Regions from separate parts of the Mus musculus genome. Here regions 1, 3, 4, 5, 6 and 7 are each linked to region 2. The links are chromatin contacts, called in public HiCAR-type, HiChIP or PLAC-seq and capture Hi-C maps. All regions are on one chromosome and are shown on one strand. Each heading gives the region's core, a stretch centred on a gene start, on an enhancer-like site or on the middle of the called end of the contact. The rest is flanking DNA. Distances are from core to core; before and after follow the strand shown.

Region 1 (4,012 bases), core at 17-2,516, 980 kb before region 2:
ATTATTTTGATTTTTAAATTAAGTTTAAATTATTTATCATTATTAACTATTAATTATTATAATTATAGTTCGCAATTATATTAATTATTAAATTAAATTTGATTAATTTTAAATTATTCACACTCCTGTACTGTACTTTAAGTGTCTGTGTGTTCACCTACAAATATCTTCCTTATTTTATACTTCTCCAGCCACGTCTTCCAGTCTTGCAGTCTCCAACTGCAATGCTTCCTCTGTCACTCAGCAGACATCTCTTCTTTTAACCCCCTCAACCCCCCCACACGTTCTTTTCTCATTCCAAAGCAAGTTGGAAAGGTAGAGAAAATTCAGAGGACATGGGGAGGTATAGTGAAGTTTCTCAGATGGCAGCTCAAGGGACGGGTGATAAAGACGTTCCTCTCCCGCAGAGGTATTTACTTTCTAGTGAGCAAATTGTTTGTTTTATATTTCATAAATAACCACGATTCATGCCTGAGGCTGAGCCCTTGTGACCTACAAGGACTGCCTTACTCCTATGCCAGACCCCCCCCCCCCCCCAGCCCGCGAATCTCACAAACAAGGCTTTGTTTACAGTCAAAACATCTTAGTGTCCCCTGCACCCCAAATGATCCAGGAATTTACTTTATCAGCTGTAATGCAAGCCAGTTTGGAACCACCCCATCATCTCATGTAATGAAAAAGAAAGGCTTAGCAACCCTTTGAGGTGTAACTTCAGAACATGCGGCCCCTCAACAGACCTGGCTCTGGAGAAGCCCACACGCCTGCTCCCAGGTGTGTGGTCCCCTTTCGCTGTCGTCTGTCTGTCTACTAACCCCAGCGCTTAAGTCTCCGTGAAACGTTCTTCCTGTTAAACTCGAACCCTGCTTGATGCTCGCGTACCCTGAAGCTCTTTTCTGTGGTGAGGTCAAGGATCCCGGCTACAGGTTCTCTGGCAAGACGTCCTCGGGTTGCTGCGGAATAGGACCCGGAGCTGTATCTGGGGCCCGCATCTCCCTAGCACTGTGTTAATCCTGAGATTCGCCGGAGAAAACCCAGTTCCACCACTTGAAGTGGGCTTTATTAAATGCTGATCAAGATGGACTTTGACAAGGACAATTCCAGCAGAGTGGCCAGAGACGTATTTTGCAGGCACTTATAAGGACAAACGCAAAGACCACCGTACTTTCCCGTGTGGATCTGTTATTTTCTAAGAAATACAGCTCCTTGCATCCCAGGAAGGGCTTGGGCAGGTGGAGTTGGCAACTACAACTCCCAGCATTCCATGAAGTTACCCAGTGCTTGGGCCGGTGAAGCTTGCAACTACAACTCCCAGCATTTCAGGAGGTTACCTGATCCTTTGGCTGGTGGGGCTTACTAATTTTGTTTTGTTGTTCTTGTTGTTTTTGTTTTCGAGACAGGGTTTCTCTGTATAGCCCTGGCTATCCTGGAACTCACTCTGTAGACCAGGCTGGCCTCGAACTCAGAAATCCGCCTGCCTCTGCCTCCCGAGTGCTGGGATTAAAGGCGTTCGCCACCACGCCCGGCACTAATTTTGGTCAGTACACACTGAGCATTACACACACACACACACACACACACACACACTCACTCACTCACTACACAGAGAGGCCTCCAGATACCATGACACACTCCCTACAAAGTAGCAGGAGACAAAATTCCTAGAGAAGAAATTTCCAAAGGACTCGCATAAAAACAAACAAGTTAAGAGTGAGGAAAGGGGCGGGGCAGTGGTGACGCACGCCTTTAATCCCAGCACTCAGGAGGCAGAGGCAGGCAGATCTCTGGGTTCCAGGCCAGCCTGGTCTATAGAGTGAGTTTCAGGACAGTCAGGGCTACCGACTGGAAACCGAGTCTCAAAACAAAACGAAATGAAATGAAATGAAAACCAAAAGAACTCACACAGGGCAGGATCCTGGAGGCACGGGCTGATGCAGAAGCCATGGAGGGGGCTGCTTACTGACTTGCTCCTGATGGCTTGCTCAGCCTGACTGGCAGGGGTGGGTGGCACTGCTCCCCATGGGATGGGGCCTCCTACATCATTAATCAAGCACATACATACATACACACCAGTCTTACGGAGGCTTCTTCTCCGTGGTCCTTCATTCCTCTCCGATAACTCTAACTTGTACTGAGTTCACCTAAAACCAGCTAACACAGCTGAAGAAAAACTCAACTGGAAATCGAGACACTGATAAGACCCCAAGTAAAAATTCTGGAAACGAGAGAAGAAATCCATCAAATAAATAACACTACAAAGTTAACAGGTAAGACCACATGGGAGAAGAAAAAAAAAAAATCAGAGATGGAGGACAAAGTCAGGACAGGAACAGTTATGCACATATAAATAAAAACAAGCATGAGCCATGCATGTAAGAGATCTAAGAGACCAAAGCAAAGGACCCAAAACATGGACGTCAAAAGGAACAGACAACGTCTCCAGTTAAATTGTAGTAGAATTTCCAAAACCCACTGAAGGATGGCCAAACACAACAGGTGCACAGATCTCCAAACAGGCCAGGCTGGAGAAGAAGCCACGGGGACAGGGCAGAGTTGGTACGGGAATGGGTGTGGGTGGTGGGGAGGTTCTGAGGAACAGGGAAGGTAAGAGAGCAGGTGTCCTGAAAGGGAACAGGGCAGGGCAGGAAGGATGAGGGCGGAGTGGAGGGAGATGGAGGATCTAAAAAAAAAAAAAAATCAGACTGGGAGAAAATGCTATAATGAAGTCTATTAACTTTGCATGTTGCTTAAAACAAACAAACAAACCAAATACAGATGCCACAAGCAATTCCCTGGGTCACTTACAAATGACAGTATGCATGTGTGCGCAACTGTCAACTGCAATCTCAGGCTTCCCCACACCCCCGTCTGTCTGCACGCATTCTAATTGGCTTAGCTAATCACAGTGTGCAGGAACATGGGCGGCGCTGATCGGCCTCGGAGATACTGAGATGAACCAGCTTGTGTGGAGGCTTTGTAATGAGTCTCTGACACAACACCCTGGCATCAAAGTCTCCGGCTCAGGGTGTGTGCGCACATGTGAGGGTTTATTGCACTTAGCCGGATTAAGCCAAGTGAACAAAATGTTTAATATGATGAAGAATCGTCTGTGCTTAGCCTGAGAGATGGGGCAGAGCCTTGCCTTCCAGAAACCGTACTGCCAATTTACAATAACGTGCTTTGGTATTTGGGGGCGGATAGGTGGGGAGGGGGTTATGGGGTAGGGGAGAAGAAAGCATTTTTTTTTTCCTGTCAAAATACCAATTTCTGGTCCTATGATACATAGGATTTAGTGCATGTGACTTGAAGGCTGACCAAGTACTCTTGAGGATTTCCCAGCTAGGGGACCTGCCATCTCCCCAGCCAGACCTCTTCCTATTAGCATGGTGTAAACTTAACACGTGACAGGGGTAACCGACTGCCCATGTGGCCATTTCCATGGCAGAGTGAAGAGAGTTATTGGGTTTGTCAGTGGCTCACAGGAATGGGAAGGACCAAGATGGCTCTGGCCCTTGGGATGGAAGAGGAAAAAGGTTGCCAAGGGCAACTTCTACTTTACTTCTTTTCCACGGCCAGACTTTGATACCTCTTCCTTTATAGACTGTACAAAATTCACGTGTTGAAATCTGAAGCCCCGGTTGGATGGTGTATGATGGGGCCTTTGAGGCAGCCCTCATGAGCCCTCGTGAGCAGGAGCCATCCCCCTATAGAAGGGGCCCAGACAGCTCTCCCGATTTGTAAGAACAGAGACAATTCAGTGCTCTGTGACCTGACAGAGGGTCCTCACCAGACTCCAGCCGTGCTGGAGCCCTTATTTCCAATCCCTAGGCTGTGAGGGTAAACTTGTGTTGTTTATAAATGGCACGGTCTCTGGCACTTTGTCATAGAAACCCTGTTGACTATGACAGACTATAATTTGAAGAATTCATCTCATCGAACAAAGTAGGTCTTCATACTAATTTAAATGGGCAGATAGTTTCTCCAGGATCATAAATGTGGAAGGCTCTGATACTCG
Region 2 (3,727 bases), core at 1,088-3,587:
TGTGCAAATAATTAACACACCTATGCAATACAGCATAGTACAATGCTTGCACAGTTACTGTTGCCTCGTCTCTAACTTTAATTTTACATGTATGGATTATGATTGCATTAAGATGATCTAAGGATCATACCTTATACCCACACAATACCCACACAATCAACAGCAGCACACATTGGTACAGTGTGCTTACATGTAGCATCTTTATATAAACAGACTCATTTCTTTCCTTACAAAGTTGCAAGACTAGGCTTATAGTTATTTCTACCTTTAAAATGAACAATGTGAGACAGAGAAGCTAAATTCACTAATGTGCATCCTGCATGTAAAAATCAATTTGCTTTCATGTGTTACATTAAAAACTAGACATAATCTAAAGATTTAAGAGGTAGATGAAGATATAAACACTGTTAGAACACCATGTATACACTTAGCATGGTATTATGTTAAGCGAAAAAATCTTAATGGATACAAAATTGGTTCAAACTCATTACGTCTCCATACAAGTCAGCTATTCATAAAGGCAGAGGCTAGTCCATGTAGCACAGCCTGACAGACATCACTTCTCCTCTGAGAACTCTCCAGGTGGGTCTGCTTCCTTTCAGTGACAGGTGGAGCTAAACACATTACAGAGTCCTCTGTCACAAACCCTTTCTCCACTTTCACCAAATTTTTATTGTTTATAACAGAAAATTAAAAGAAAATCTTTGTGTGCACATGTACCATGTATATGTGCGTGAACACATGTGTGTGGAAGTCAAAGGATGACCACGCATGTCAGTTCCCACCTTCACAGAATTTGAGGCAGGGTATCTTGTTTGCTGTGTATGCTAGGCTCGCTGGCCTGCTGGCTTCTGACCTCCCCTTAAGAGCACTGAATTACAAACAACTGTGTATGACTAAGTTAAACTTAAAGAGGGCTCTGGGGATCTGAACTCAGGTCTTGTGTTTGTAGGGCAACCTTTGTCACTGAATGATTACCTCAGCCCCTAAGAACAGAAAGGCTCTTCACTTACTTTTTAACTCTCAGAATTTAGAGGCTTTAAGGATAGCCTCAAAAGTGTCAGTTGGGTGGCCTCTACTTCCTGAAGTTGTCTGCTCCCTTGTCAGGAAACGAAGATACTCATACTGCTTCGTGCTCACCCCTTCACAATTGAATCTATTCCAGTTGCTGTAAAAATATTTCTCTCTGGGCAAATATCTGTGAATATTAAATCTGTACCCTAGGTCCAGACCCAGGTTCCAACAGTTTGTTAAATATCTCCTTACATATCCATTCTTCATAAACTCTCAGCACCCCTGGACATTCAGCTCCCTTCCCATGGCTTTCTATGGCACCCCTTTGCTGTCTATGAATGAAATCGAAGGACCAAGTCTGTCAAGATTTTGTCAAATGCCCCAGGAAACTCCATCTTTTCCTGTCTTCAGTATTGCTTCTGCTTCCGGAAGAACAGCACCTGGCTTGCCTCCCAAGCCCGTGGTGTGTGTTTCCTTTTCATCTGAAGAATCCATATCTGGATCCACTCGGGAGCTCTTTCCTGGTGCCTTCCCATTAGATATACAGCCTCACTTTTGAAACATCACGATACTCATCTTTAATGGGTTATACAGTAATAATTACACACAGCCTGTGCATATTATATGCGTTCGGCTGGACCACGTGGCTTTGTTAGTGATTTTAGCATATGTAGTGCTCTCAGACAGTCTGAGCTAGTGTTGCTTTAGTTCAGAGGCCTAAGCGGGTAAGAAGCAGACTCCCTGAACGAACTCCCTCTAACCAAGCCACTGAAAAGCTCTGAACACTGGGAATTCTAAACGTGCGAATCAAGGTAAGACAGTTGAACCAATACATTAACTGTTATAAAATCTATCTGTCCCTCACGCCAGTTAGTCTTACTGAACAAAAAACAGCCAACTGCTACACGTACCCTCCTTTGTACAGGTGAGGGGATTTAAAATCTAATGGCTCTCATAATAAAGTCTATCTGGATTCAAGAAACAGTTTTAAAACCATTTATTTGTGAAGGAAACAATCTTAGGTTTAGAAGTTGGCAGGAACTGCAAAAGCTTTTTAGTTGACTGAAATTAAAAAAAAAAAAAAATCCAAACACTTCTTAGCACAGGCACTTCCCTTATGAAACAAATTGCCTGAAAGCAAAGCACAGCACTTTGTGCACAATGGGTGTGAGTCCTCCTGCCACCAAAGGGGGCAGGCGGGGGGGGGGGGGGAGATAGCAGAATCATTTGCATTTCTATAGTTTCTTTGTATACCCACATTCCAAAAGCATTTCACAAAGCAGCAAATACGTCAGCGCACTGCCTGGCCTGGGCAGTCAGAAGCTCCGAGTACAGCACAGGTCCCCACCCTGCTGTGAACCAGGGTGCAATACCACCCTACACAGAGTGGAGGGGACGCGCTTTTCCCTGCTTCTAATCACTTGAGTAAATGTGGTTCATATTTGCCGGACTTCCCTCCAAAACACTCACTGTTCTCTCATTCTAGGCAAAGGGCCCGTGCATCAATTGCTATCCAGTTCCTTGGATGCCTACAAAACTCATCTCTCCAAATGTACAAGATGCCATAAAGAAGCGGTTTCCACAGCACAGCAGGGGCCAGATACCCAGGAAGTAATAGGCAGGAAAGCAGATCCCCACAGTTTAGTTAGTTCTGTTTCAGGGGCGTCGGCCAGGGGTAACTCCGTCTACGCCCCCGAGATACAAAGATGGACTTTTGCTGTGTGAATTTGATGCTTCCTGTCCTTGGCTCAGAGCCCTCTGCAAATGGGGGCCCTGGGCCAGTGTCTGCTGTAGTCCAGGCAGCAGCTATGAGTGTCCTCCAGGGGTCACAGTTGGGTTGTAAATCCCTCACTAGGCATGGCCTGAGCAGCCTTCTTGGGAACGATTTATTTGAATCCTTCTTCATTACGATTCAAATAGAATAAGGAAGGTAAAAATTGAACAGACCCAGAAATTGTGCCTTCCTGCTCCCTCAGTCAGTAAACATTTATTCACTAAACTGAGCGCGCGCGCCCCTGGCTTCTCTCTCCCGGTCTTGGCTCACCCACACTTGTTCCTCCAGTCCTTCCTGCATACTGTTTTAATGCATAATTAAGAAGGTCAGAATTAATGAAGCCGTGCGGAGTAAAGTTCAAGGAATCCCCAGGTACTATTTATTCTATTAGATCTCAGGCGTGAATGTCAGATTGGCAGCATTAGCTGCAGGGTCTTTGGCCCTGGCTACATCCCAGGGACCACCCACCCAGGGAGACTCACTTGAACCGTCAGGTGATTCGGAAGCTCCTTCCCGGCAAAAATCACACGCAGCTGGTCAGCTGGAACCCCCTGTCGCTTAGCAACCACTTCCTTGAGCTGCAAGATGCTGGTGTCAGAATCGACCTCCACTGGGAAGCCATAGCTGGAGTTGAACCTGACAAACACTAGACAAGACCAGGGGCAGAGAGAGAAGAAAGAATATTACTCCAAACCCTTAATGGCCAGTGAAATGTCTCTGAAGCAGCTTGCCCCTCACCTGCCCTCCAGTGCATGGCATATATTTTCTTCCATTTATCACAGAGCATAAATTTATAGTATAGAGCAGTAGTTAGAAAAAAGACAAAACAAAACAAAACAACAACAACAAAAAAAAAAACAAACAAAACCAAAAACAGTTTCCCCTAGGTGTTTTTCCCTAGGTGTTTTCCTGCTCAGACCCTGGTCAGTGACCTGCAGA
Region 3 (4,124 bases), core at 1,344-3,843, 950 kb before region 2:
CCAGACAACTCACCAGAGACTATGAAAGCTAGAAGATCCTGGGCAGATGTCATACAGACCCTAAGAGAACACAAATGCCAGCCCAGACTACTATACCCAGCAAAACTCTCAAATACCATATACATGGAGAAAACAAGATATTTCATGACAAAACCAAATTTATACAATATCTTTCCATAAATCCAGCCCTACAAAGGACAATATCTGGAAAACATCAATACAAGGAGGGAAACTACACCCTAGAAAAAGCAAGAAAGTAATCTTTCAACATACCCAAAAGAAGGTAGCCACACAAACATAATTCCACCTCTAACAACAAAAATAACAGGAAGTAACAATCACTTTTCCTTAATATCTCTTAACATCTAATATCTAATAAAATCAACTTTCAACTAAAAGTTATCAAAAAAGATAAGGAAGGATACTTCATACTGGTCAAAGGAAAAATCTACCAAGATGAACTCTCAATTCTGAACATTTATGCTCCAAATGCAAGGGCATCCACATTCATAAAAGAAACTTTACTAAAGCTCAAAGCACACATTGTACTGCACACAATAATAGTGGGAGACCTCAAGACCCCACTCAGCAATGGACAGGTCATGGAAACAGAAACTAAACAGAGACACAGTGAAACTAAAAGAAGTTATGAACCAAATGGATCTAACAGATATTTATAGAACATTTCATACTAAAGCAAAAGAACATACCTTCTTCTCAGCACCTCATGGTACCTTCTCCAAAACTGACCATATAATTGGTCACAAAACAGCCCTCAACAGATACAAGAAGATTGAAATAATCCCATGCATCCTATCAGATCACCACAGACTAAGGCTGGTCTTAAATACCAACAAAAACAACAGAAAGCACACATACACATGGAAGCTGAACAATGCTCTACTCAATGGTAACTTGGTCAAGGAAGAAATAAGGAAATTAAAGGCCTTTTAGAATTTAATGAAAATGAAGACACATCATACCAAAACTTATGGGACACAATGAAAGTGGTGGTAAGAGGAAAATTCATAGCTCCAAGTGCCTCTGAAAAGAAACTGGAAAGAGCGTACACTAGCAGCTTGACAGCACACCTGAAAGCTCTAGAACAAAAAGAAGCAAATACACTCAAGAGGAGTAGACAGCAGGAAATAATCAAACTCAGGGCTGAAATCAACCAAATAGAAACAAAAAGAACTATATAAAGAATCAACATAACCAGGAGCTGGTTCTTTGAGAAAATCAACAAGATAGGTAAACCCTTTAGCCAGACTAACCAGAGGGCACAGAGACAGTATCCAAATTACTAAAATCAGAAATGAAAAGGGAGACATAACAACAAAATATAGCTTAAAATAATTATTCTGTTTAATATTAACAGTTGAAATATTAAAATCATGTTCTACAAACATCATGGAAATATTATTGATAATTTATATCAATGTGCTTGAAATTTGCATTTTCTTCATGTTTAACTTCAAAGAGTTTTTGCTATTTTGAAATTTTAAAAATATACTTATTGATAAAATAATTTCTCTCCTATAAACACTGATAATCTTTATTAAGTAAACTGATTGTTAGACAATGTACACAGATACATAATGCATTTTAAATACTCTCTCACTATGTCAGGTGGTATCAAATAAGGGCTTTTGTATATATATATATACTTTTTTTTTTGAGACAGGGTTTCTCTGTATAGCCTTGGCTGTCCTGGAACTCACTCTGTGGACCAGGCTGGCCTCAAACTCAGAAATTCACCTGTCTCTGCCTCCCAAGTGCTGGGATTAAAGGCGTGCGCCACCACTGCCCGGCTTTTTTTGTTTTTTGTTTTTTGTTTTTTTTGTTTTTCGAGACAGGGTTTCTCTGTGTAGTCCTGGCTGTCCTGGAACTCACTCTATAGACCAGGCTGGCCTTGAACACAGAAATTTGTCTGCCTCTGCCTCCTGAGTGCTGGGATTAAAGGCATGCGCCACCACTGCCTGGCTTGAATATATTTCTTAATGATTCATTTTTAATATTCTATGTTCTTTTACTATGCTTAATTCCCAAAGAAAATATTCTGTATGTTTTGAAACAATTTAGTATTCATCATTAGATATAGGATCCTCAGTTATGGGTAGTATTAAATATTCATTAATGATATTTTTAGGGTATGAAAGAATATGAATATAAAAGTTGAACAAATTTTTTACATATTATTTCTCAAAATACTCAATATTATTAATATGCTTGATGTATAAAATGCATTAAATAATAAAAATTTAAGAAAAAAAAAAGGAATAACTGGCTGGTGTGTGTTTTCTATTCATGGATCCAAAAATAGCTCCTGGCTGGGTGTGCGTGTGTGACTCACCAGGAACTTAAAGTGTTGTAGACAAACCCACTGGCTACAGTGGACTCCAACGCAGTAGGTGAGAACCCACTTTTAAAATTATTTGGAGAGTCTGCGATGGAATGCACACACAGGAATGATATAAGTCTGGGGTGGGGAGTTCTCAGGGAGAGGATTCCAGCATGCAGAACTAGAACAAAGGAACACAGCTGCTGCAAGAGAGAGCTCAAGCTGAGAGACTGGGAGCTCCTGCTGTGCAAACAGTCTGACTGGTTCCCAAGTGCTAAGAGGAGACAGTGAGAAGCAAACAATAAAGCTGCCTGCCTCCAGCCAACAGATAAATAAAGGATAGAGATTTAGAAATCTGATTTAATTGTTTTTAAGGATAGAAGGGAATATACTGATTTTGCCTGAGCCATGTGGGGATTTCTTCCTGGGGTTCAAAAGTGATACAAAGAGTTTAAGATGAGAGGCAGAGAGCCAGATGGTAGATGCAGCAGGCATTCAGCTCCACAGAAAAGTGAAGTTAGGGAGAATGAATGAACAAATGCTTTAAAGAGATGTAAAAGTCTTGCTGGGACAATTTCTTGGATCTTTGAATGTGGTCAACACGGGATTTCTGGGATTGTCAGCCTAGTATGATAAAAACTAGAGCCTGTAAATAGACTTGTACAGTAAGTAAAAGGGATTTAATTAAAGTTAAATACAGAGACATATAAATATTGAGCTTTTGATCTTAAAAAAAAAAAAAGGTTACAAGCAGGAGGTAGGGAGCCTAGCCTATCCCAGACAGTAGAAACTTGGGCCTTGAGAATTATACAAAGAGGAAGGGACATACTACAATATGTACCCACAGTAGGGGTATTAATGTCCACAGTAGGGAGGATTCAAGTTTACACAGATGTATCAATAATTTAGGCCTTGATCTCATGAAGGTCGGGGCAGGGAACAGAAGAAGCACTGTCTCAACAGATAATATTTGTTTGGATAGCTTTAACTGCTTTGAATTGTTTTGATTATCAAAATGAGTGTGGTTATGAGTTTACTGATTGTGTTAAAGCTCCTCATGGAGAGAGGTCAAGCTGTACCCATGATGAATTCCCGTTACTGGACCAAAGACGTGCTATTTTGGGAGAAAGGCTCTGTATTTGTGTTGACAGGAAAGGAGAATAGGCTCTGGACCCCTTCCAGAGTGATATGTATCAGATATTATAGGGGAAGACCATCTGAAGATCTCAAAAAATTCGAGAAAATCACACAAGACAGGTAAATCAATCTGCTGATTCCTCGACATGGGAGCAGCCCAGTAACTGGCTTAGACATAAAAATGTCTCTAGCCAAAACTTGAGCTAAAGTGAAACAATAAATCTTATTGGTTATGGAATCCCTAAGATTCTTTGCCTTCCTTCATATGACATGAGTGAAGATTTATTACATTTGGTTATTGATAAAATTAACTCATAAAAGAAGACAGTTTTCTTTCACCTGCTCAAACAAGGATCTCTGCACCCTGCCCAATCCATATGAATATCTGACTGGTACTGAAACTTTGGTTGTGAGATTCGTATACTACAGAATATACAGCTTTGGCAAGATTCATCCTCAGAAATGCGGAACTGACCTGCTACTCAAGCACCCAGTTTCCTGATGCTGTCCAGAGACTTACCTCCAGAACAGCTTTCAGGAATTGTTGCTGATTCCAGGTCATCCCGCCTCATCTAACCTTTCAGATGAATACAGTCAGAACTTCGGTCAAGCCCCGAGACTTCTATGCATAGAGACTGATAACTGA
Region 4 (3,848 bases), core at 1,159-3,658, 730 kb after region 2:
GTGTGCCTGCCAGCTGTAGGACCTATGCCCGCTATCAGAGACAACTAACCCTCACGTGGATCCCAAAGATGGGGACAGACTTGTTTCCTCAAGATAACTTTATTACCGATTTCTTGTAACCGAATCAGTTCATGTTTAATACAGAGATAACAGATAAGCCAAACATACTGAGGTAAATAAATACTTAAAAATACTTCATGACACTTAAATAATATAATAAAATCCAAATCTTCCCCCTTTAACTTATTCCATGTAGAATAAAATTATTGTCTGTATTCATTCATAATTTATACAAAATTCCTAGAAGTGAGATTATAGCCCAAAGGCATACAGAATCCTGTATGTTGGCACTTAGCATCAAATTGCCTGCAGAAATCTTTCAGTTCAAAAAGCCTCATTTTGTGCATTAGAATGCTCACATCCCCTTCTTCCTAATGTGAACAATGTGTTTAGAATAGGCCTTGCGATTTTATGGGTAGTAACAGTTTCTGTGATTGTGTAATTTTCCTGGACAAACGTGTACCCTCCATGTTCACATGTTCATCCCTAGCTCCCTCTGCCCCATCAGAAAACGTCACTCTTTCCCGACCCCTAAGGTTATATCTGAGCTTTCATGGAACCTCATTCTAGCACATTCTAGGATGTTCTACTCAAGGATAATAGAACAGGGGCCTGACCTTCCTTCTTCTGTGAATCTTACACTTTAAAATACAGCCCCTCCTACCACCTATTCCCATATAGGTTATTTTAATATACCACTTTTAAGGTGAAGTTAATTGGTGACATCGTTCCAGAAGAATAGACACATTTCTTAAAGGCTCATAATTTACAGGAAACCAAGTTATGGTGGCACAGCCAGGATTTTAGCACTGGGAAGGCAAAGGCAGGAGGTTGGTTACGAGTTCCAAGTCAGTCAAAGGTACCTTAGGAAGAAGACAGCGTGCTCAGAACAAGCCAGTAAGCAGATCGGCAAACTCGTCAAAACGCCAGCCAAAATAAAAAAACACACAAAAACTTGGGATGAATTGTATGCGCTCTGCTCACTGGTTCTAAAAGCACACTTCGAGTCAGTGGGGAGCTAGCTCTCTGGAGTCCTTTGCAGATCCTAGCAAGGCCAACTGGAAAGATCACCGGAGTAGAAGCCACAACGATAGACAACCACAAAGTAGTCGTGTTTACAAACTCAGTCCTATCACCTCACAAAATGGCGACAGAATCTGTACATTCTTTTGATCAAAGCTACGCAATGCTCACTGAAAACATTTACTAAATATTCCTACTAACTCGCACTTTTCCACGAAATGCCCTGGTGCAGAAGCACAAGAAATTCAGTCTTTCTCCTGTGCGGAATGTTTAGGAATCACATAGTCAGGTCTGGGTGACAGGGCAGGGTGGGATCCTGGGGACATGTTTTGAATCTTCCAACATGAAGTCTTAGCTCTCTACAACTGACTTACAGGCTGTCACGGAGCTGCGCAGAGCTTCTAGTGTGTTCAAAAGGAAGCTAGGGCTCAGTTTCTGCTTTGCCTCCCTTTGGCAGAGCTAAAGTTTGGGCCATGACCAGGCCTGAGGTAGGATTTCCTAGTTTTTTTTTTTTTTTTAGCATCCTAGGAAGATAGATGAGCGGAGCCAAGGTTACTTGTTTCTTGCATCCGGAACGAGTGTTTTAAAGTAACAAAACCTTAATCTTTTTGGATATTGAGACCTACAAAGGAAAATAATCAGCATTGTATGGATGACTTCAATAGACTAGCTGCCTGCAGACTCCCCCGCCTGGGAGTGACATTGAGGGAGCCCTCAGATCTCGGTGTCTGGAGACGCGAGCCAATGGGGGCTAGGCAGACGATTCTTTCTGGTGCTTGATGTTCCGGACATTCCGACGTCCCCGGTTCATTTCCAATGTATGAATACATCACTCTTTCTATTAAGATACCACGAAGACCACCTGTTACTACAGGTGATTTACATTCCAAGCTAGAATTATAGATTCCTTTATGCAAACATATTTAGGGAGAGTTCACTTTAAGACGGAATTTAGCTCCCTAATGAAAACAGCGCATAAAGGACCCTAACAGCTTCTGCGAGAGGTCCAGACTCTTAACTGGAGAAAGTGGGGCTTAAAAGAAAATGCGGGTAGGTTCTTTGTCTCCTAGGAAACTCATTTCCGACTTGGGAATCGGGCGAGTTACTCCCCTGCCTCACGCACATTCCTACCCGCTCCAGAGCGCTCCAGCGGGCAAAGATGGAACTCTGTTCTTTCTTTTGTGTAGCCCGACCGTTTGTTTCTCTCCTGACAACAGCTTCTCCTCCCTTCATCCTCCCCGCTTTCTTCCGGGCCTGGGAACTGCGAGGCCAGGAGCTGTGTGGCCGTCCCTTTGCCGGGTTTCGGGTCCCTGTGCGCAGGCACGCATTCATTAGCGCCACAAGAGCACCAGAGTCCCGGACACCTCATAAATATTTAGAGGTTCCCACCACCTTCCAGAGAGCCAGGGGGAGAAAGAGAATTTAGTGTGGAGTTGGTCAGGGTAATATGCATGTGAATCAGAAGTGGGGACAAAGGATGAAAGGTGCTGGAAACTCCAACAAACCCGTGATCCCCGGGGGTCATTCTGCCTGTTCCTGCCCACACTATCCCGGGCCGGCCTTCTTCCTGCGCATGAGCGGACTGAGCCTGTTTCCGAAGACTGTTGGCAAAGGATGTGTGCTCTTTGTTCTGTCCCGCTCTTTCTTAACAGACAGGTTTGCTTTGCCCTCTCCACTGCGCTGGCGGCTGCCTTCTCCTTTGCCACCCACAGAAGTGAGGCATGAAGATCTAGGGGTCTACACTAATACGTAAGGCAAGAAAAGGGAACAGAATGTGGCTGTGTCGGGGAAAACGTGCGCAAAATCAGCCTGTGGGTTAGACACAATACATCGACACTCACTATGGAAGGTTGAAAAACTTCCATAAATGTTCTGTGCACAGAACCCAGAATCCCAAGAGAAAGTCTGCACGCAAACAGCTACCTTGACACCCACACACCCTATGAAGCTTTTAAAAACTATTTTTAAACACTCCTCCTGGCTTTTATTTTGGGAGGTCTGGAGTGCACAGAGCAAGGGAGAGAGCAAAGGCTCAGAGCTCAAGAGAGGAAGCTAGAGCAGTCTTCCTTTCTTCCTAAAGCACTGTCTCACAGGAAGGATGACCAATGGCCTTAAAGCCTGGGAGTGAATACAGGGGCAGTAAAGGATGGATTGGCCAGGCTAGTTTTCATCAGAAAGGAAGAGGATGGCAACATGGAACTAAGCAGCTTTGGGACAAAGACTCCTCTGTGGAAAGGGGGTTGCTTTAACCAGGTAGGAATTTTAAGTCAAAGCCTTGTAATACCTAACAGTGGTTGAGATGAAACACATGGATTATAGGTCTTATGAAGCATCCTGCTTAGTTTGGGGTACACACTATACAGCAATGAGAGCCTGAATAGTTAGCAATAGAAAATAACTTACATCCTAGTTCACATTTTGGAAATACCTGGGATTGCAACTATGTTGCTTTGAACGAAAGTGTACAAATATTACTAGTTAAATCTTACTATTAGGAAACATCGGAGGAAATGTGCTAAATTTCATAAAAACTTCCAATTTGCCCCAGTTCACTACTTACTACAAGAAACCTTCAATCAGATAGAAGCTCACTGAAAATTAAAAGGAATCTGGACAAAGCTGGTAAACTGGTACCTTGCCCTTATAAGCTGGTGAAAACTAGCTCCAATCACCTTAAGGCAGGAGGAAGTTTATGGATCAGGGTGACAGAAATGTGAATCAACCGTAATGAGCTCAAGAGCCCCAACAAGCCACAGGGAAATGCT
Region 5 (4,182 bases), core at 296-2,795, 860 kb after region 2:
CTGTAATTTTTTAAATTTTTTTTTGTTCTTTTTTGTTACTTTGCAAAAGAAAATAGTATTTACAGGTGGCTTCTTTTAAAATATAAAAATATAAAGCAGGAATGTATATGAAATGTCAGATTTTATTGTATTTGCAGAGTATTAGCTTTGAAATTGAATAAAGAAAGCTGTTTGTAGTTTTAAAAATGCCTTCTTGGTATCAGTTAGAAATTTCTTCTATTTTTTATGTACTTAGAGTTCTTTGAGGTATAGAGTTTTAAATGGCAGGATTTTACAGTGTTTACATGCAAGTGCATTTTATAAGTGTTCTATATGTGTAAATTAGTATTTTCAACTGGAAAATGTTGGCTGGTGCAAAAGGCCTGGCCTTTTTTCTGGTTCCCATGATGTTGCCTACACTGCTAGACTACAGTATTGCTTTGTATCATGAGGCCAAGAAATTCCATGTTGTTTGTAAATAGAATAATTGAAAAAGCAATAAACATTTATTGAACAAAAGAAACTTTGTTTGGCCCAGAGTTTATGTTGAACCAAATTGTTCATAGCAATTTAAATTTCTTTAGATCCATTTCTGTTAATCATCAGTTATTAATAATCACATCCATCATTAATAGTTGCTTTATTGCTTGCATCTGAGAGAATACTAATGCTTAATAGCAGTCAGATACTTATAACTGCACTGACTGTTCAGAATTCTTTATACCAAACCTGTTCATCATTGTTTCCAATTTCCTTCATTGACTGCTACTAACTATTAGTTGTTAGCTGTATTTTATTTCTATTTTTTTCTTTTAACAAGTCGGGTTTTTCAAATTATTTTTTGTGGGAGTGGGCTCTTCTTCATTTGTTCAAATCATGATATGAAATTGTCATGATTTTTATTGTATTCTGTAGATGGTGTCAATCAGTTTGTCAGAATTCAACATGCCTTTTTTTTATTAGTTGTGATTAGTTTTCATGTTGTCATTAAGCTGTCACTAGCTGAAACTAATCTCTTCTCTATCTTTTCTTTTCTTTTTTTGTTTTGTTTTTTGTTTCTAACCACCCAGCCGCCACCGGCAACTAACCTATGACCTTCTGACCTCTGAACTCTTCACCCAATGATGACCTGACCATGCCTGCCTGCTGATCAGTTAACTGGTAATCGCCTTTGCTTGCCTGTCGTCAGTGCAGCGAGCTGAGGCACTTGTCCGTTCGTCTTACCATCTAACCAAACAAAAGACAAAGAAATTGTCCTCCAACTCAGCTTTTCCCCCCCTGTTTGGGTGAAAGTGGTTCTAGAACCTGCACTGAATAGTAGTAAAGCAATAAGGCCCGATTCATCCCACAGCACTGATCATCTCTCAATGCCCCACCCCAAGCGAACGGTAAGAAGGCCTCTCTTAAGAAGGGGAGACAGATGGCCCTAACTACTCAGTGACAGAGGCAGTTACTGTGAGAGACTTGTAGGAATTTTTTTCTTCTCCTAGCGAAGTCAAAGCTCTCTCTGAATGTACTGTGTGACAATGCATCATGCATGAACCTTCGGTCAGGGATGTCGTTGGGGAAGTGACTTCAAAAGTATTCAAAATTTGACATGCTGTTTGTTTAGTCACTACAGTGCCCTCAAAGGGCAGACATTGCAGCCTTTTTATATTGCCTGCCAAAATTTGAAGTATTAGAACAAAGTGTGCCATGAGAGAAAAACTTAACAAGGAGTTTTGAAAAGAAATGCAAAGAACAAAACTACAACACTATTTTTTAAAAAGTTGAGTATCTGAGTTAAAATTTCCAAATCTTTATTTTACACCACCTTAAAAATTATATGAGAACAAGGTACATGCATTATGTGTCACATTACTGGGCAAACTGTTCAAATATTTTTTTTAAACCTCCCTGTATAGAAAATATCATTAAGGATGTAAAAGCCATGCTTGCCTATTTGCTGTATACATGTAATGAAATTGTAGATAAAGTGTAGTGCATTGAAACAAATGAACAAAAAAGTAGATACTTTTACTATACAAGGGTGCTGGTGCAGAAAAAAATATATATATTTTTGGAAATGTAGCATTTTATACTTTCAAGTGTTATAAAAAAAAAGAAAAAGAACAAAGAAACCCTTTATTTCATTAAATGATTTTTTCTGGTGGTTGTCAAGAAACAAAAGACCAAAAGAGCCTTTTTGTCTTTCTTTTTTATTTTTTAAGTATTGGAATAAGTCTAATGAAAAAGAAAGTGCCTTATTTTTCTTCATGGTCATTTAGTCAAGTGTCCTGTAAGATCAGCTCCTCCCTCAGAATAAAGTTACTGCATGTTCCTCAGTCGCCCAGTATGTGAAAGGAGATATGAGAGGAGACAAATGAGTTGATGGTCTAAATTATAAGATTTGTGTCACATTATCTTGATGCCAGTTTGCCAAATCTGATACTGTGAAAAAATTTGATAGCTTTTCTAATGTCTGACTAGTAAATTTTAAAATGTCATTCTTTTACAAATCATAATTAGTACTTTTGGTTATTACCGTCTTCAGTGTTAGCCCAAAGATTCTGAGGTTTAGAAAAAAATTATGTAAGATCTGAACATCAGTTTGCAGACAAAATTAAATTAGAGCTTTATTTTATTTGGAGAAGAGGGATACAATGGAATTTTTCCTTACCAATTAGAAATAATTGTAATGCCTAAAAAACTTTTTCACAAAAATGAATCTTTGAAATTTTTTATTGTTGAAAAAGTGTTAAGTAACATAAATCTAATCAGATATCTTATGTAGTCCATCTCTGCTGGCTTTAGTAACTGCTCCTAAACTTTTTAACTCTAAAGGAGCGTGGAAAGCCCGCATCACAGTGTTCAGTGACTGCTCTGCTCCATTCTTTCTCCTCTCCAGTTTCTCTCTTGAAAGTCAAACAGTTTTGTAGTTGAAGCAGTCCGTGTGCAAAGCCTGCATCTAAACACTTGCGTTAATAAGTCATTAACCGCTCAGTACCAGATGTGGCAAATCTCAAGTGATTGTGGACTCCTGGCTCATCAACTCATGCCCTCTTCCATACCCTCATGGCTTCACAGTCAAGGTCAGCAGGAAGCTCATTGGTCACCTTCATGGTGACCTCTCCATTATTCTGTCTCACTTGGAACCATTTTCAGTTTATTTACTATGCAATAGACAGTCCTTGTTTTGTACTCAGCTAGCTTTGATTTAATGTACCACTGCTTTGTCTTTCTGTTACACATATGGTTTTGATTTATTTACAATATATGCTGTGCCATTTTGATTTTTATTTTGGTTGGTTGGTTGAATAAATATGCGACACTCAGAACACTTGAGGTGATAGTTTTAAAAAAAACAAACAAACAGTACCAGTATTTGATCCAGTCTCATCTCAGCTGTGTTATACCTGGACAATTTAGATGTTTATCAAAGGTCTTTTATGGGGAAGAAAGCAAATGTGTAAAACAGTAGACGTGTGACGTTTATGAGTAATGCTGGCTCTGAACAAACTTTTGAAAACTTAGTTGACAGTGTTTTGAGTCAACTGAAAAAAAGCATGACTTTTGGAATCTCTGAATGCCTTGGTTCTCAGTATTATCACTCTATTGAATTTTTTTTTCTTATTAAAGTATGTAGTTTAAAAGTAAGACTTTTTTCCTGACAGTATTATGTAATTTTTAGCGTGGGTAGATGGGAGTGTCGCTTGTATGTTACCATACAGCTGACATGTATTTTTTGTCTATTCTTTATTATCTTAGTAGTTTCATGCTGTGTATGTACCATAACCAACCTATTGCCTATGAGAAACATGTAAGATAATGTATTTACAGCCATTGTTACAAGTTTATAATGTATTTTTCTATCTTGTTTTATATGTATGTTATATAACATTCAAAAGAATTTTTTTCTTGATTGAGAAAAGGATACAAAATGCAAAATCCACAATTTTGATAACTGAAAATTGCCAATTGTTTTGCAGTACTTTATTATATTGGGTGTCTTGTCTTTCTTGGGCTTTTAGTTAGCTGATGAATGAATACATTAGACACTTCTGGGTTTTAGTTGGGATTTTACATAGCTTGCATTTTAGTTCTTTGGTTCTTTGCTGTTTCTATTAACCCATAGCATTATTTTAATAAATGTTATAATACCAACCTACTAACTCTGGACTATGTTTGTTTATTAACCTTTCCGTGTTTAATGAAAACAAACAG
Region 6 (4,005 bases), core at 122-2,621, 990 kb after region 2:
TTTACATGCATGTATGTGTGTATATATGTGTCCAGAGGTGCACACGTGTGAGTGATTGTGTGCTTAGACATATGTGTGAATGAATGACTATGAAGATACATGTGTGCTTGTGTATATATGAGAATTTATGAGTATATGAGTTAGCATGCATGTGTCTTCATGTGTATGTGTGTGCCTACTTATGTTTATGTATATACATGTGTGCCTGTGTGTATGCGTGTGTATGTATGCATGGATATGCTTCTTTCTCTGTATGTAAAGAGGCACATGAGTGTGGGGTGGGTATGTGGGAGCCGGGTGGGGATTCACAAGGTCATCTAACCACATCCTCTCACTGGTGAGTACCCTACAAGAACCCACAGCTTCCCGACTATCACTAAATCTCCTCAGACCTGCTCACTGGCTAGAATAAACAGAGCCCAGGAAGCACCATGACTGAGATGTTTGGCTTCTTCCTTTGACAGCCTGAACTTGAGAGACATGATGGGTAGCACTCTGGCTAGTTGAGAGCAAAGCAGACCAAGGAAAACAATTACTGAGGGTGGGCATCAAGCCCTGGAACCTCCTGGAAGGCCAAGACCTGCTACAAATGCAGTGCATACAGAGCGGGTGGGGGGGGGTCCTCAAAATCAAGTGATAATTTGGAGAAATTGATGCCACTAAGACTATGCTCTGTGCCATCATGGCGCCTGTCAGCAGTACTCAGAGTTATCGCTCTGCACTTTGCTAAGCATATGGAGGGAGCAGATCTTGGCTGGGCTCCAGACATCCAAAAGTTAAATTAATGGGTCCTGCCATGAGGGCTACTAATTAATGGGAGTGAGGGAATGTCCAGCACTGCGTTGTTCCTTCTTCGTTTTTCTTAGAGGGGTTTTCTTCCCAGACCCAACCAAAATGGCGCTGTGTTCAACCTAGTTCTTCGTCCTTTCCCTCTGGGGGTGGGGGACGGGGTGGGGGTGGGGACTGGGGACTGGCCCTAGCTTGCATCTGGTTTGTGGTTCCGGCCCATTGGGCTCATTCGTTTATTCAGCTGACACAGAGGGTGGGTGGCAACAGTGTAATTGCAGGAAAATAGTTGGCATCTTCTCCTGGAGGGTGTTGTGAACCGGTGGATCTTCACTCTGGCAGCAGTGTTTTGAGCTTTGGCTCTGGACTACTTCTGCTCATGCTGCACGCTCAGTCCTGATGAGAAGTTGCAGGGTCTACGCGCAGGCAGCTCACAGGGGTCATTCCAGGCTTCGTGTCCTCTCCCTGTAGACTCCGGGGTCAGCACAGCTCACTATGACAGGAACACTTGAGTGCCCGTGGACTGGAGAGCAGGAGGCTGAGCAAGCTGATGACTTGCTAGTAGTTGTATTTTAATCCTTCCTTGGCTTGCTTCCATTTGGGCAAACAGATGAGGTAATGTGGTTGAGGGAGGACACTTGTACTAGATAGTCTCAGCCTCTGACCTTGCTGTTAGGTCACCCACAAATGGCTGAGGTGCCTATTAACATATCAAAGCTGATGGAGGCCAGCTGTTCCCAAAACACTCAGTACCTGTGGCTCCTCCCACCACTTCTCACCCAGACCACACCCTCAAGCCTCTCCTTCCAAGGGACAGGGCTTCCGCTGCCCTTCCCCATATAACTCAGCCATTGAGGCCATGTCCATCTCTTGGCACCAGGACCTTCTTATGGTCAGCGCTTCTCTGCCTCCCCGGCTCCTTTCGGGGTAGGTTAGTCTGCGGGCCACATCCAGCCTAGGCTCTTTGCTCTTCAGGCTTTCTGACTTCCATCTACAGCAAAATTTCCTCCACACTTAAGGAGGTGGTCATGTCCTCCTTTTGTTTCACTTTTTCATCCATCTGCCTCAGCTACTCCCTCCACACATTTGGAAGACCTATATCCATCCAAACATTAACAAAAGAAACTACCCTATTTTAACAGCTGACCGAGAGGAATGTAAATGGGCCTGCCTATAGGTTGTGCTTGGTAACTGTGCTGGCTTTGTAAAGGAGAGTGTTTCTGAGAAAGGTGGGCTATCTGGTGCCAAATATTTCAAGATATCAAATGTCTATGCTGAACGGGGGGGTGGGGGGGGGAAGGAAAGGACATGACAGCTACTCGGTATGTAGATAAAAGGGAGCAGGGAGCACAGAGATATCTGGGAGAGTCCAGAGAGGACATCACTCTGATCCATGTGAAGAGTGGAGGCAGGGGACAGGGACCAGATGTAGCAGCTGGAAAAGTTACAGGGTCAGGTGGGGGTGGGGTGCATAAGAGGGCGCAAGGTAGGGACTGAAGGATGCTGGGAGATCCTGGCGGCCAGCTCAGCTTTGATATGTTAAATAGGAATCTCACATTTGTCCCAGGGTTTGAGAGTTAACACTAGCACTGGAGGATATCTGGCCAAATCAGAGAGATTCCCGGCAGGACTCTGATCTTCCCAGAAGAATTTGCATACAAAGCAGACAGACACAGAGTGGCACGAAATGAGCTGGTGTAGACACAGCCAGCCCTGGTTATATAGCACACAGCTCTAGAGCAGAGGCTATCCTGTTTCAAAATGGTCTAATTTTCTATTACAAAGCTCTTTAGGTACACTTTGAAAATTAACTATGTGATAAGAAGTTAGTCATTTGATAAAATTTGGAGACATTTTTCTTTGAAAATAAACAACAACAAAAAACTAACAAACCATCTGGTTTCATCTATTCAGAACTTCACTTAAAGACCCCGCCTTCCATTCTCATTGTTAATGGCTGTTTATCTTCTTTGCCTTTGACCTATGCGGTTCTCCCCAGGGTGAGGGGCAGAACTTGAGTTTAGAAAACATATCCTTTGCTGTTACACAAAGAGATTTACATTTCAATACTTTGTGGAAAATGGAGACTGAATGGCTGCTGGTGAAAAAATTGTGTTGGACCCGAGACTTAAGAGAGGATTTTTTTTTTTTTTTGTAGAACATGATTTTAATATTTTCAACTGTTGTTATTCAATAAACAGAATAGTTAAAGATATACTTCATTGTTATGTCTCACTTTTCATTTCTGATTTTATTAACTTGGATACTGTCTCTGTGCCCTCTGGTTAGTCTGGTTAAGGGTTTATCTATCTTGTTGATTTTCTCAAAGAACCGCTCCTGGTTTTGTTGATTCTTTGTATAGTTCTTTTTGTTTCTATTTGGTTTAATTATTTCCTGCCCTCTACTCCTCTGGGGTATATTTGCTTCTTTTTGTTCTAGAGCTTTCAGGTGTGCTGTCAAGTTGCTAGTGTAAGCTCTCTTCAGTTTCTTTTGGGAGGCACTTAGAGCTATGAGTCTTTCTCCTAGCACTGCTTTCATTGTGTCCCATAAAGTTTGGTATGATATGTCTTCATTTTCATTAAATTCTAATAAACCTTTAATTTCTTTCTTTATTTCTTCCTTGACCAAGTTATCATTGAGTAGAGCATTGCTCAGCTTCCATGTGTATGTGTGCTTTCTGTTGTTTTTGTTGGTATTTAAGACCAGCCTTAGTCTGTGGTGATCTGATAGGGTGCATGGGATTATTTCAGTCTTCTTGTATTTGTTGAGGCCTGTTTTGTGACCAATTATAGGGTAAATTTTGGAGAAGGTACTGTGAGGTGCTGAGAAGAAGGTATATTCTTTTGTTTTAGGATGAAACGTTCTATAAATATCTGTTAGATCCATTTGGTTCATGACTTCTGTTAGCTGCACTGTGTCTCTTTAGTTTCTGTTTCCAGGATCTGTCCATTGATGAGAGTGGGGTCTCGAGGTATCCCACTATTATTGTGTGGGGTGTGATGTGTGCCTTGAGCATTAGTAAAGTTCTTTTATGAATGTGGGTGCCCTTGTATTTGGAGCATAGATGTTCAGAATTGAGAGTTCATCTTGGTAGATTTTTCTTTTGATCAGTATGGTGTCCTTCCTTATTTATTTATTTATTTATTTATTTTTGATAACTTTTGGTTGAGAGTTAATTTTATTTGATATTAGAATGGCTACTCCAGCTTGTTTCTTGGG
Region 7 (3,833 bases), core at 610-3,109, 690 kb after region 2:
CAGAAGCACCCTAGGGTGCTCACTTCTCAGTGATGATCTGATCCCTGTAAGCTGTGACCTCTGACCTACACTCCCAGGCTGGTGCTCAGCTATGAGTCTGAGAGGTACCTGGGCTGCAGCCAGAGCTCTGACCACCTCCAGGACAGTGAGCATCTCTGCTGGCCTCCCAACTCTTTACATAGCTAGCATCTGCTGGGTCTGGACAGGGACAGAAGAGGGATATGGACATGTGGCCACCAGTACATGGGACCCTACAGGCAGCTCACTCCCTAAACATCCAGGGAGAAGCTTCGGGTCTCCCAGGACCAGCTGCTGCCGACCGACCGTCACTGGGACCCTTTTTCTTTTCTGATCGTTCACATGTTAGGATCTGTAGAAGCTCGTAAGACAGCCAAGTAGTTACGAGCTCAAAAGCTTTGAGAGAGATTTTCTCTGAGGACTCGTTAATGTGATGTTTAATGGAATAGTCCCCTATCTGAATCCTGCACTGGAGCTTTTAATAGAGCTGATAAGCGCTGGGCAGGGCATGTGGCAAAGCAGACATGCCTGACACCCTCCTCAGCAGGGAGGGGACTGGACAAAGAAGGAGGAATGATAGGGCAGTAGGAAGATGGGGGTTCACAGACTGACATTAAAAACCCGCAAACAGGGTGGGAATGGTACCCCATCCGCAGGGTAGCTTAGTGGGGTAGTTAAAGACACATTCTAGTGGCCAAGCTCCGTGGAGCCGCCTCTCAGAACTACCATTAACTTGGATAAAAACCATAAATTAGCCCAACCATGAATACAAGCATTGCCTACTCCACCCCCTGCTACCCCACCCTGGGGCCTAAAATACTCAGGCAATTCTTGCCAGGTGACTCATGACTTCCTGGGCCCACCCCGTTGGCCTATCGCCCCACCTCCCTGGCAATATATACATGCTGAGGGAATCTCTCTGAGTATTTTTGGGAGACAGCTGTTTGCTCTTCTAGTCAAGAGTCTGAGAGGCACAGGCACAAAGTGGGCTGGACCCAGGAACTGGAGTCAGTAAAAGTGGGCAGAAAACATGGATGTCTGGATGGCCCTGCAGCTTTCTCTGGTTCAGGGAACGGATGGGCAGATGGCAACGTCTCCGTCTGAGGGTGGAGGAGGGCATCTCATTTCTCACCAGAGATTTCAGAGATGAAATGAAGGTGTTCTCTCCCCGGTGTTCAATTCACTGCACAGACATGAGGCAACCCACCTGGAATGTGCTAAAGCTTAGAATCACGGGTGTCTTCAGGCTGTAGAGAAACACCTCCAGACTCTCCTGTCTTCCTAAGGCTGGGATCCCATTCAATCCCGAAATATTAGGTGTTTCTTCACAGGAATTTTAAAAGGGGATGGGATAGAAGGCATTTGATGAAACAAGAGTAACAGATACCAACCTTTCTGATTTGTACTCTGTATTATACACAAACACATTCAAAGAGTCAATGTGGAGACTCATGCCTGCAATCCCAGTACTCAGGAGGGGAGATAGGAGGATCAGAAGTTGAAGACCAGGCTTGGCTACCAGAGAACCAGTTGTATAGTGTTCCCTTTGAATAGAGGAATAAGGGAAGCTTGTAAGACTCAGGAAGTAACTGAAATTTACAAGGATGAGGAAGGAAATTCCAGACAGCACCCAAACTTAGAACATTTACAAGGTTCAACCCCCCAAGGTTACATAAGCAATAACAATGGCTAGGGATGAGGAGTCTCCAGTCTGACCAGCTGCTTGCAAGCCATGCAGGGAGCTCAAGGACATGTCTTCTGTGAGTTGTCACCCAGGCTAGGGTGGGACTTTTCAGAGATACAGCTACCATTATGTCACCTGTACTCCTCTAAGTAATTCCAACATGCACGCTGGTTCACAAAGCTAGAATTAGATAGAACTGTTACTTCGGTCTGCTGCTGGTGCCCTGTCTAGGGTAAGTGAACTTTTAATCACATTTCAACAGGAAAAGTGTTGAGGTTTGATCTGTAGCTGTGTATTGTGATGCTAAATTCTGTACCAGAAGGTCTAGGCCTTTAAGTGAATTCTTACATTTACAAGCTTTTGTTCTGCAAACCTTGTTCCTTAATTTAAAACTGTTGATTAAATAAAACTGGCTATAGCCAATTCCTGGAGGGGTTAGAGGTGGGTGGGTTTTGAGTTACCTGACTTGGGATGAAGAGGAACATTAAGGAAAGAGGAGAGACCAAATGAGGAGGAAGAACAAGGAGAGGAGGAAGCCACCATGAGGGGAAGTGGATCATGAGCATGTAACGTGGCCAGGCGAAACAGCAAGAGACTGGGGTTCACCACTGGTAGGTAGCCAGGCCAGCAGTGAGAAGGGTAGATTAGGGGTGAGCCCCCAGTAATTGTTAAAGCCAAATAAAATAACCATAGTCTGAGTCTCATTTATTTGTAAGCTAGTCGGGGATAAACTTATATTAGTTATACTACAGTAAAGTCACACAACAAAGCCTGACTCAGAATAAAAGCAAAATTCTAAACAGCTTTGCAATAATGAAACCCAGTTAACTTTATTTAATTCAACATTTCCTAAATTTTTTTGTCTGAAATGAGTGTGTGTGTGTGTGTGTGTGTGTGTGTGTGTGTGTGTTTGCAAAACGTGATGGACAGAATAATACCCTTCCTCAGGATGTCCACATCATCAAACCCTAAGCCTGTGAATTATGACACCTATGGATAAGAGGGTCTTTTTGTATGTTTAACCCAAGTGTTATCCTTGCTAGTTGTTGTTTGATGGTTTTGTCGACTTGATGCAAGCTAAGATCATCTGGGAACAGGGAACCTCGATTGAGAAAATGCTTCTATCAGATTAGCCTGGGAACAAGTCTATGGGGGCATTTTCTTAATTAGTGATTGATGTGGGAGGGCTCAGCCCACTGTGGGCAGTGCCTCCCCTGGGCAGGTGGGCCTGGCTTATATTAAAAGGAAGTTGAGAAAGCCATGATGAGCACGACTGTAAGTGATACCTGTCCATCGTTCCTATCTCTGTTCCTGATTGACATTCCTTAATTGACTTCACTCAGTGATTGACAGGGACTGGGACATGCAAGACAAAAGTCAAAAATGAAAAGAAGACCCTTCCATCCGTTTCCTTCTTTTGGTTGTGGTGTGTATCACATAGTAGAAACCACACCAGGATACCTGGATTCTCCAGGAAGGCCTAACCTATCACCAAGACTCTATAAGAGCAAGGAGGAGCACAGAGGAGATGGCGTGGAGGTTGGGGGTAGTGTGTCTGCAGATGGGGGAAGAGGCCACAATCCAAGAGTGGGGGTCCCCTCTGAACGCTGGAAAAGTCAAGGAAATGGGGTCTCCCCAGAACCTTCAGAAGGCAAGGACTGCGGACACCATGATTTTAGGGCTTATTTTATAACTCTGACCTTCGGAACAAGTGAACTTTGTGGTTGTAAGTCATGGGGTTGTGGCAATTTTATATGTAAGTAGCCTCAGGAGATTAATACCACAGGGGTGTGCTGAATAATAGAGTTTGAAAATAAGAATATCCTAGCTCACTGTAGCGTGCTATCAAAGAACCAGATTTGCCTTCCAAGCAGTCACCTACACTCATTTGAAGAGTCACATCCTCTTGTGAACCAGGTATGTAGTTGTTTTGCTCATTAGCATGATGCAGGAGGTAGAAGGGAGGTTGACAAGGATTCTGAATCCGTGCTCTGGAGTAGCTGGGTAGCAAATGCCTTGCCCAAGCACAGCGGTTCTGAATGAGTTAGTATCCACCGCCATGTTCCATGACACATATAGCGAAAGAGATACTGTTATCCCGCCCAAGTTCTCCCATAGGATATTCCAGAAA

What was found. HiCAR-type assays count read pairs that join an accessible place to other places. HiChIP or PLAC-seq counts read pairs in DNA pulled down with a chosen protein or histone mark. Capture Hi-C pulls out chosen DNA fragments and counts their contacts.
Region 1: a capture Hi-C map of embryonic stem cells shows a contact between it and region 2, with 4 times the contacts expected there. The contact joins two enhancer-like sites. A contact is called at or near these places in 1 of 115 datasets of contacts at active chromatin or transcription factors (embryonic stem cells) and 1 of 9 other capture datasets (embryonic stem cells).
Region 3: a capture Hi-C map of embryonic stem cells shows a contact between it and region 2, with 6 times the contacts expected there. The contact joins two enhancer-like sites. A contact is called at or near these places in 1 of 115 datasets of contacts at active chromatin or transcription factors (astrocytes) and 1 of 9 other capture datasets (embryonic stem cells).
Region 4: a contact with region 2 is called in an H3K4me3 HiChIP or PLAC-seq map of neural tube, with 10 times the contacts expected there. The contact joins two enhancer-like sites. A contact is called at or near these places in 5 of 39 promoter capture datasets (cranial neural crest, frontonasal cranial neural crest, hippocampal neurons and 2 more), 11 of 484 Hi-C or Micro-C datasets (adipose-derived mesenchymal stem cells, cerebellar granule neurons, cerebellum and 7 more), 12 of 115 datasets of contacts at active chromatin or transcription factors (astrocytes, differentiating embryonic stem cells, embryonic basal ganglia and 8 more) and 1 of 9 other capture datasets (embryonic stem cells).
Region 5: a contact with region 2 is called in a HiCAR-type map of astrocytes, with 4 times the contacts expected there. The contact joins two enhancer-like sites. A contact is called at or near these places in 1 of 484 Hi-C or Micro-C datasets (adipose-derived mesenchymal stem cells), 1 of 115 datasets of contacts at active chromatin or transcription factors (astrocytes) and 1 of 9 other capture datasets (embryonic stem cells).
Region 6: a capture Hi-C map of embryonic stem cells shows a contact between it and region 2, with 4 times the contacts expected there. The contact joins two enhancer-like sites. A contact is called at or near these places in 1 of 115 datasets of contacts at active chromatin or transcription factors (embryonic stem cells) and 1 of 9 other capture datasets (embryonic stem cells).
Region 7: a HiCAR-type map of embryonic stem cells shows a contact between it and region 2, with 4 times the contacts expected there. The contact joins two enhancer-like sites. A contact is called at or near these places in 2 of 115 datasets of contacts at active chromatin or transcription factors (embryonic midbrain and embryonic stem cells).

The regions. Positions count from the first base shown.
Region 1 is chr17:12,041,680-12,045,691 of GRCm38.p6, reverse strand. The region is part of intron 10 of Prkn (parkin RBR E3 ubiquitin protein ligase); the gene reads right to left. Among named protein-coding and RNA genes, the nearest start is that of Gm46604, 12 kb to the right of the region's middle. Within about 2 kb of position 1,266, at least 25 of the 459 cell types and tissues checked have an H3K27ac peak or open chromatin away from gene starts, as enhancers often do. A contact at or near this core is called in embryonic stem cells, where this site is marked.
Region 2 is chr17:11,066,836-11,070,562 of GRCm38.p6, reverse strand. Prkn (parkin RBR E3 ubiquitin protein ligase) reads right to left here. Exons shown (of 12, transcript NM_016694.4): 2 at 3,271-3,434. Among named protein-coding and RNA genes, the nearest start is that of Gm41526, 65 kb to the left of the region's middle. Within about 2 kb of position 2,337, at least 82 of the 459 cell types and tissues checked have an H3K27ac peak or open chromatin away from gene starts, as enhancers often do. A contact at or near this core is called in astrocytes, cerebellar granule neurons, cerebellum and 13 more, where this site is marked.
Region 3 is chr17:12,019,915-12,024,038 of GRCm38.p6, reverse strand. All of the region lies in intron 10 of Prkn (parkin RBR E3 ubiquitin protein ligase), which reads right to left. All of the region lies in intron 1 of Gm46604 (a long non-coding RNA gene), which reads left to right. Among named protein-coding and RNA genes, the nearest start is that of Gm52293, 9.2 kb to the left of the region's middle. Within about 2 kb of position 2,593, at least 9 of the 459 cell types and tissues checked have an H3K27ac peak or open chromatin away from gene starts, as enhancers often do. A contact at or near this core is called in embryonic stem cells, where this site is marked.
Region 4 is chr17:10,333,986-10,337,833 of GRCm38.p6, reverse strand. No RefSeq gene overlaps it. Among named protein-coding and RNA genes, the nearest start is that of 1700110C19Rik, 11 kb to the right of the region's middle. RefSeq lists an enhancer at 660-3,848. Within about 2 kb of position 2,408, at least 204 of the 459 cell types and tissues checked have an H3K27ac peak or open chromatin away from gene starts, as enhancers often do. A contact at or near this core is called in astrocytes, cerebellar granule neurons, cerebellum and 13 more, where this site is marked.
Region 5 is chr17:10,206,499-10,210,680 of GRCm38.p6, reverse strand. It overlaps Qk (quaking), which reads left to right. Exons shown (of 8, transcript NM_001159517.1): 8 at 1,050-4,182. The coding sequence ends at 1,066. Among named protein-coding and RNA genes, the nearest start is that of Gm34972, 62 kb to the right of the region's middle. Within about 2 kb of position 1,545, at least 16 of the 459 cell types and tissues checked have an H3K27ac peak or open chromatin away from gene starts, as enhancers often do. A contact at or near this core is called in astrocytes and embryonic stem cells, where this site is marked.
Region 6 is chr17:10,077,482-10,081,486 of GRCm38.p6, reverse strand. No RefSeq gene overlaps it. Among named protein-coding and RNA genes, the nearest start is that of Gm34972, 67 kb to the left of the region's middle. Within about 2 kb of position 1,371, at least 50 of the 459 cell types and tissues checked have an H3K27ac peak or open chromatin away from gene starts, as enhancers often do. A contact at or near this core is called in embryonic stem cells, where this site is marked.
Region 7 is chr17:10,375,732-10,379,564 of GRCm38.p6, reverse strand. No RefSeq gene overlaps it. Among named protein-coding and RNA genes, the nearest start is that of Gm39565, 6.1 kb to the right of the region's middle. Within about 2 kb of position 1,859, at least 49 of the 459 cell types and tissues checked have an H3K27ac peak or open chromatin away from gene starts, as enhancers often do. A contact at or near this core is called in embryonic stem cells, where this site is marked.